2 separate regions of the Arachis hypogaea genome follow, and region 2 is linked to region 1. Evidence: chromatin contacts called from public Hi-C data. All regions are on one chromosome and are shown on one strand. Each heading gives the region's core, a stretch centred on a gene start, on an enhancer-like site or on the middle of the called end of the contact. The rest is flanking DNA. Distances are from core to core; before and after follow the strand shown.

Evidence for each region. Hi-C and Micro-C count contacts between places; a contact is called where the count stands out from the background.
Region 2: a Hi-C map of an unstated tissue shows a contact between it and region 1, with 2.4 times the contacts expected there. The contact joins the promoter of LOC112755423 here to the enhancer-like site in region 1.

The regions. Positions count from the first base shown.
Region 1 is chr16:141,989,760-141,993,947 of arahy.Tifrunner.gnm2.J5K5, forward strand. No RefSeq gene overlaps it. Among protein-coding and RNA genes, the nearest start is that of LOC112755421, 4.8 kb to the left of the region's middle. Within about 2 kb of position 1,967, at least 2 of the 3 cell types and tissues checked have open chromatin away from gene starts, as enhancers often do.
Region 2 is chr16:142,117,464-142,121,651 of arahy.Tifrunner.gnm2.J5K5, forward strand. It overlaps LOC112755423 (nuclear pore complex protein NUP85), which reads left to right and starts at 2,036. Exons shown (of 18, transcript XM_025803504.3): 1 at 2,036-2,609; 2 at 2,973-3,075; 3 at 3,197-3,307; 4 at 3,402-3,485; 5 at 3,979-4,050; 6 at 4,149-4,188. The coding sequence starts at 2,230.

The sequences.
Region 1 (4,188 bases), core at 717-3,216:
GGTTTCGATTCTGACCCTCAACATTAGGAACTAAAACAATACTTATCCCTTTATTTTACTATATACAAAGATGATTGTTTTTTTAAGATGTGGATGTTCACTATTAAACACCACTAAAAAAAAATCTCCAATTTCTTCTCCCTCCAATTGACTCAAATTAGTCTATCTATAACCTCATTTAATTAGGGCATTTTTATTTAAATAAGTTTTAAAAAATTATTAATTCCTAGAATACGCATAGATCGAAAGTTGGAACAAAATGTGCGTGACTAATTCAAGGACAGCATACACGAAATGGAATTACACCAGGACAGGCGCCAACGAAATGAAGTTGACAGGGTTGATGCATGTGAATTAAAGGCTCCATTTCGTTGACGTCTTTCTTAAAATGGAGTGTAATTCTATTTTATTTATGCTGTCCGTGAGATGGCCATGCAGATTTTATTACAAATTTCTATCCATTTATATTCTGAAAATTAATCATTTTCTTATACTTATTTAAATAAAAAAACCATTTGATTAGCATGTTTAATATTTAATATGTAATAAGAAGTGGATAATGAAGAGTAGTGGAGGATGCATGCATACGATGAGCAAAGACCATGGTGGAGAAGGAAAACCACAAACTGGTGCTGACCTGGTGAGAAGGAAGGCCACGAAAATCTTTGTTGAAGCGGTACTCAAGAACCCACACCACGAATCCAGAGAACACGAACGAATAACCAGTGGTCATCCATAGATCCTAGGTGAGAGGCTTCAAGAACACCCATGCACCCTTCTTGCTCTTGTCTTTCACTGCTACCCCCAATTTCTTCTTTTGCAGCAGCAAGGAGGACGATCGGCGCTAGTTCAAGGTTGTGACAGCGACCATGCTAGATAGAAACGCGGCGTTGGGGAGGATGCATAGAACGGAGCTCTTGAGGGGCAGCGACGGCGTGGGTACTTGCGTCTTGTTGGAAGAGGAGAAGACGCGACGAGAAGGTGGCTTTGTTGCGGTGACGGTGGATGAATGTAGTACTGAAAAGCTTCGTGCCGGCAATAGTGAGCGGCGTCACAGTGAAGGCAGCGCTGAGGTGGAAATGAGATGGCGATGGCACAACGGAGAAAAAGAGTCAACGATACAGTGGAGATGCGACGGCACGACGGAGAAGATGAGTATGCATTTGGGAGGCTGCTGTAAAAAAAGGGGCTAAGATTTTATGTGGGTTAAGTTTTTTTTTTTATGGTTATTAGGCCTAAAATGCATATCGTTGTTCATGTTATTTGCTTCTCTATTGTTCATCTAGCATAATCTATTTTTTTTTGGGAAAAAAGATAGATAGGTCCCTGACTTTTTAAATTTTTGACAAATACATCCCTGACAAAATTTAAATACAAAAAAGTCCCTGACTTTAACAAACGGAGGACAATTTAGTCCTTCCATCTATTTGTCTCTCATACACCAAACGGAACTGACTGACGTGGCTGAAACAGTGTCCAGGTGTCCGTTACGGTGCCACGCTGGAAGGAGAATAAAGTTCGAAGGACATATAAGTCCTTGACGTCATTTTGCAAATAAAGTTCGAAGAACAAATAGGTCCTTAAGAATTTTGTTCATTTTGCTTCTAAAAATTTATATTTTTAATAAAAGCTATTTACTTTTAAACTCTTATAAAATGTTGTTAAAATAGTTACTAACAAAACTCTTTCGAATTTTAACAATTCAAACAAGTAGATAACATTTTTTTGGACTCCGCTTCATTATTCTTTTGCAACCTTGAGAGTAATTTTGGTTTAATTGACGGTAGTTTTCTCGTCATCATTTATTTGTTTCTTTTGAGATACAAGGAAATTTGGGGCCCCTGATAAGAATTTGTTTCGTGCAAGCCCGAAAGGCTCTCATGGGCCTCCTATGGGCGCAGCCTCAGAACGGTTTATCAAGGGACCATGATTGCAAAATACCCAAAAAAAAAAAAAAAGTGACCATGATTGCAATAGATAAGGAAATCGAAAAATGTGGTTAAGACATGTGATGTAATGGCAAAGATGTTTGCCTCAAATGAAGCCACACCAGGATCCAATCCTAGTGAAGGTGCTAGGTTAGTGTGTGTGAGAAATATGTGTGTGTTGTATGACAAAAAAAAAGGAAATTAAAAACTAACTTAGCTCGATCGAATAGTCAGCTTATTTATTCGTTTAAATAATAGTTGGAAGTTTGAATAATATTTTATCTATATATTAAGTTAAATTTATTGGCCAACAATAAATACATAATTAAAATTTAGATCTTCGATAAATTAATCACTAATTTGTTATTCCATTCTTTTTTGTAAAATTTCAGAGGATAATTATGACAACATTCTTAGCTTTGCTGAACTCATATAAAAGATTTAGTGGTCAATAGATCAATTTGGATAAATCAACAGTATTTTTTTAGTAATAACACTCCTTCCTCCATTCGAATTCTTGTGGCAGGCAAACTAAATATCCACCATATTGGAGCTCAGGACAAATATTTGGAACTTCTTTCTTTTATTCACAAGTTTAAAAGAGAAACCTTTAATGAAATTAAGAAGAAGTTAAGGAAGAAGGTTAACGGATGGCAGCAAAATTTATTATCAACAGAAGGCAAGCAGATTTTATTAAGAGCAGTTGGTAAGACAGTGCTAGTTTACACACTCTCTTTCTTTAAATTATCGGACACTTTACTGTCTGAAATTCACATTATTTTGACAAATTTCTGGTGGGGTCAGAGAGGTAATGAAAGGCATATGGCCTGGATTAGCTGGAACCAAATGACATGGCCAAAAAGGGAAGGAGGTCTTGATTTTAAAGATCTTAGAGCTCAAAATCTAACTTTACTAGACAAGCAATTTTGGCAAATCACAACAAAATTTCAATCTATTCTAGCTCAGATATATAGGGAGAAGTACTATAGATATGATAACTCAATGAATGCTGAATCAAAAAACTCACCTTCGTGGGGATGTCGGAATATGTTGGAGGACAAAAAAGTTGTTGAGAAAGGCCTCAATTGAAAAGTAGGTTCCAGCTCTACAATCCAAATAATTGCTGACCCTTGGCTACCTCCTCCATATCTAATGAGCATTGCTCTTGAAATGATCTCACATTCTAATCCTGGTCAACATATATGGACTAGGGACTTATTGACATAAAACAGAAAATGGAAATAGGACATATTAAATAAAATCTTTCCATCTGAAGTTAGAAGCAGAATCCAATCAATTAAGCCAGTAGAAGGGGAAGATGTTCTGCAATGGTCCCTCAACAAATTCAAATCGTATGATGTGGCTTCGGGCTATCAGATAGCATACTAATTTTTTTATGCAAAGCCAGAAATAGAACTTGGAGAGAATCCAATTACCTCAGTTTGTAAAGATCTCTGAAAGTGAAGACTTCTTCACAAAGTCTACATTTTTATTTGAAAATACTTTCACAAACGGATACCGGTCATATCTCTTCTTCACCGGCGATTCCCTTTCACAAGCCCCAACTGCCCAAGATGTCAAATGGAGGAAGAAACCATTAATTACTGCCTTACCCAATGCTCTGAATCGAGGATCTTCTGGGAGCAGAGTCCATTCAATGCAAACATCATCAACCACAACTTCACAAGCTTCCGTCAATGGTGAAAAGTGTCACTGTCAGCATTGTAAGGTAGACATAAAGGTGGGAGAAAGGTAGATATTTTAGCATGTTTTTGTTAGAATATTTAGAAGGCAAAAAATAAATTAATATTCGAGAATCAGAGCTCAAATCTAATAAAAATTTACACTGCTTTGTTGAGATTAATTAGTGAAAAACTAAATCCATCGGTCAATTTTCTTTGACCCACTTTTTACTTTATCTTTTCTATTCTCTCTCTTATCTTTATTGCTTTTTCCTTTCAATAGTATTATTAATGTATTGAGGCAATTTAGTGTCTACCAAACAAATTCTATCTTTTTTTATTGTCCTATAACTTAGACAAATATTTACTCATTTTTTAATGAATAAATTTAATATCTTTAAGAAAAAAAATCGCTAACTTGCTAAATTAAAAGATACCATAAAAAAATAAAATCGAATCTCTTAAAATGCATAATATGTATGAATCGAAAATAAATTTGCATAATTAAATAATGGTACAAACTTATATTTATTTATTTTTATATAAAAATAATTATATATGAGTATTCAGCTTAAAAA
Region 2 (4,188 bases), core at 786-3,285, 130 kb after region 1:
TGCCGAAAAACACTCCTCTTTGAGCAAACATCAATCCAATGATCTCTTTTGGGAAGCTGTTTGGCCTCGCTTACTCGCCAAGGGTTGGCACTTTCAGGAGGATCTAGCTTCTTCTTCTCTGTCGCTGTCACCATCGTCACCGCCTAAATTGTTGTTCTTAGTCCCCGGAATCGAAAAGTTTTCTATGAAGCTAGAAAGAGGGAAGGACTATTTTGATTCCGTTAGTGAGGTGTTGAGAAATGTTGTGTCTCATCCTGAGTTGCTTGAGCTCGTGAATTTGAATACAATGGGACATGATATTGCAGATGGAGCAACAAATGATGATCTGATTGAAAAAGGAATCTGGTAATGAGATTGATTTGAACAAGGAGGGAAAATTTTCAAGAACAAGGCTACCAACAATAAAATTGCTAGAAGCTTTGGCCTTTGATGAAGAATACTCAAAGGAGAGAAAGAAGAAGAGAGAATCTTAGTTGGATCCTCCTCTAGAAAGTTTGATGCAGACTCTAGCGAACCTCCTTCAAGCATTTCAGAAAAATTTGAGTTAAAGATCGAGTAATTCTATTTTGAATAAGGATAGCAAGAAGTTGTGACATTTTGTTTGTGGTAATAAAGTTTAGGGTTTGGTAAAGTTTATTGCGATATTTTTAAATTCTTGTCGTTTGGACTCAACATGCAGTATAGTCCTTATTATGTTTAAAACTTAATTATTTCTTGTTTTTCCTTTTTTTTTTTTGAAAGTTGATTTGGAATCAATCAAGTTGTTATCTAAGACAGTAATGAAGAAATGTTGCTTCATCATTGACTCGAAATTTTTGTTTAGCATGCTATTTGGAAGAATATAGTAGTGTTATTAGATAAAACATAATTTTAAAATATTATGTTCAAAATATGCACTATTATATATAATTTAATAAACATGGTTTATTAATTTGATCTAATTAAGACTATTGCTTTATTCGGATTATAATACCTTTTTAATAATGCTATTATAAAAAATAATTTAGATTAACTTATGCAAAATTTATCTCTTAATATTATAATTTTTATTATAATAATAAATTTTTAAATTTAATTAATAATTTTATTATATTAATTATTTAATTAAACAATAACAACAATCTTTACTAATAAAGTAATAAGTACTAAATTTAAAAATGTTACATCATCGTCTCCTTAACAAATGACCACCATCAATTAGGTTAGTTTGGTTTATGTATGAGTTGAGACAAGAACATAAATATTAAAAATATAGATATAATAAAATACAAAATTTTTATTTTATTTGGTAATTATACACAAAAAAAAAAACAATAAATTACAAATATTAATATTATTTTTGTCAAAAAAAAAAAGCATCACTGAAAAATAAGAGATAATGAACAAAGTCAAAAAAAAAAAGAACAAAATTAAAATTTGTATATTATAAATTGTGTTTTAGTGTCTCATCCTAAAAAAAAGACATAAAATATATGTATTTTATGTATTTTTGTGTACTACTTTTTTTATTAAAAATTTGTGTTTAATAAATTAATTGAGAGACATGTACTACCATGTCTATCAAGTGATAGACATGTCAAATAAAATTGATTATTTTTTAAAATTAAAAATGAGGCTTAAATAATCTTTAAATAAATATAAAAGATTATAGCATTTGAATTATAATTGGTTGGTTATAACATTCTCTTTATTTAAATCATTATATTTGGGCATTATTACTAAACTTAATAAAAAAAGAAAAAATGATAAATAAGTCGTTGATTTTTTGCCCCGCAGACATTTTCGTTTCTGACCATTAAAAATACTTTTAAGTCTCTGACCTTCACAAAATTTGAACGAATCAGTCCCTCCGTCCAAATGCTTTTGTCAGGTACTGATCTGTCTAAATTTTGTAAAAGTTAGAAACTTAAAAATATTTTTCAATAATTAAAGACAAAAATATCCACATGACAAAAGGTTATGAACTTATTTTTTCTCATAAAAAAATCATGTATTCTGTTTCCGTGTATACTATTTGTGACACATCAATAATTTTGAAAAAAATATTAGCCTACAAATTTCTTTTGCTTATTAATTTCATTTAATCTTTTAGCACCTAAGAAATTTGCTGCCACTCAGCACTACCCTTTTTGTCCTTTAGTCAATGGGGTTGCTTTCAGCTAAGGCTAATACTGGTTTCTTTTTTCATACAAACCCAAAACCCTAAAAATCACAGTCCTTTTTGAAATCATGTCCCGCGTCGCCTCCGACACCGTCGGCAATGGCGCTCTGGTCCCATTCTCCGAAGACACCAAAGACTCACTGGCGGTCTACCCTCTCCACCACGGCCTCGCCCCTCCAATTTCCCGCATTGCCATCTCCTGGGCCCGCGGCAACTCCCTCCGCGTCTCCCTCTTCGCCGCTCCCTCTTCAGAACATTCTCGAACCCCGCAGGATCATTCTGGAGGTAAGGTCCTCGAAGTTAAGCTTGGCGTCGGAGACCCGGAGATTTCCGATTCCCGTTGGCGCCAAATCGCGTACGGCTCCGTTGCCCCCTTTGCCCTGCTCCAGAGTCGCCGGAGTGCACTTTCGGAAATGATCAAGTCTTCTTCGCCGTATCAGATGGATTGGTAATTAACCGTTATGTGTTATAATAATGAGATTTTAGATTTCGGTTTTCGAACATTTTGCTGGAGAGTTCGTTTGTTTCTTGTATAGTAAGCAAAATTGCCTATGTAGTAGTGTTGTTAGATTCATTCTATTCAGATGATTATTTGTTTAGGTGATTATTAAGATTGAGGATGTTAGTGTTATTCATCTAATTTGGTTTATTGCACTTTCAAATTGGATGACATGGAAAATTGTTGTCTTGATTTGATCAGTTTTTTATTTGAGGACTTTCGTCCGGGTTCACCGCAATGTGGTTGTGAACTTTTGTCAATGTTAGTGTCACTAGTTGACAATAGCTTGATCATTTTTTTTCTTACAATTAGGTGGGAGAATGTGCTTGAGTATAGCAAGGACATAACTTCACTTCTCGGTGGACCAAAGTTGCCACCTGGTCCAATAATTGAAGAACGAACTGATATCGTTAAGGTGGGAAAGTAGTTTTTTCTTTAGTTTCTAAATTGTTTCACTAACTCTATGGAGTTGAGATGAGATAAATTTTGTGGGAATTTTGAATCAGGAACTAAACATTTCTTACTACTTGTTGTAGAAACGTGAGGAGCCAACATGTTTGAAAGCAGCATGGGAGTTGTTGGAAATATTTTATGCAGACAAGCAATCTCAAGCATGGTTACCTGAAAAGCTTGTTGATTGGTTAGCTGTAATAATCTATATTATATTCTTAATTGGTTTTCTAATTTCCAACTCATATCTTTTCTTAATGCTGATTATTATATGGTTGCATTTTATATCAGGATTATGACAGCCTCTTTTCAAGCACACATGAAACAGTTTATGGCAAGCTTGCTCGGTTTCAGAAGGAGCTTGTCAACATACAGGTCTGATTAAATTTCTATTCCTCTGCCTGTATTCTCTTCTTTGAATGAACGGAAAGTACTATTTTGGCTTGTATTGTCTTATGACAGTGGCCAGAAGTATGCTTAAAAAAAAAAAGAGAAAATAACATTTGAAAACTATCCGGTTGATATGGGCATGCAACATAACATGACATGGATAAACATCATGTTTTCAAAGCTATAGAACACAAACATGAAATAGATAGATATGGATAAAACACACTAAACCCCACCTATCTTTTATAATTTTTATTTTGAATGGGCCTAAGCCTAAATCTTCAAATTTAACATGTATGGATTTCAGGATGTGTTTTATTAATTCATTGTACTAAAGTTGAACATAAAGATATATCTGTAAAAAGGCAGAAACCACAGAACACCAAAAGGCTGTCTTCATACTATATATCTTATAGTTTTGTGTTTAACCAATTACTCTCAGGCTGGAGAAGTATAAATATCAAATTTGTTTGTATAGGTGCTTGAGGATGACCCTAGATATTGGGAAGTGATGTCATCTGCACTCTCAGTTGGTTGGCTTGATATTGTGGTTAGTAAAAAGCTAATGTATTTCTTTCATTTTCTTCTTCACATATATTGTTTCCTTGTAAATAAATACTGCATGTTGAAGTTGGCTTTTGTGTGCAGGTGAAAATGCTGCGGTTGCATGGATCTTATCAACTAGATC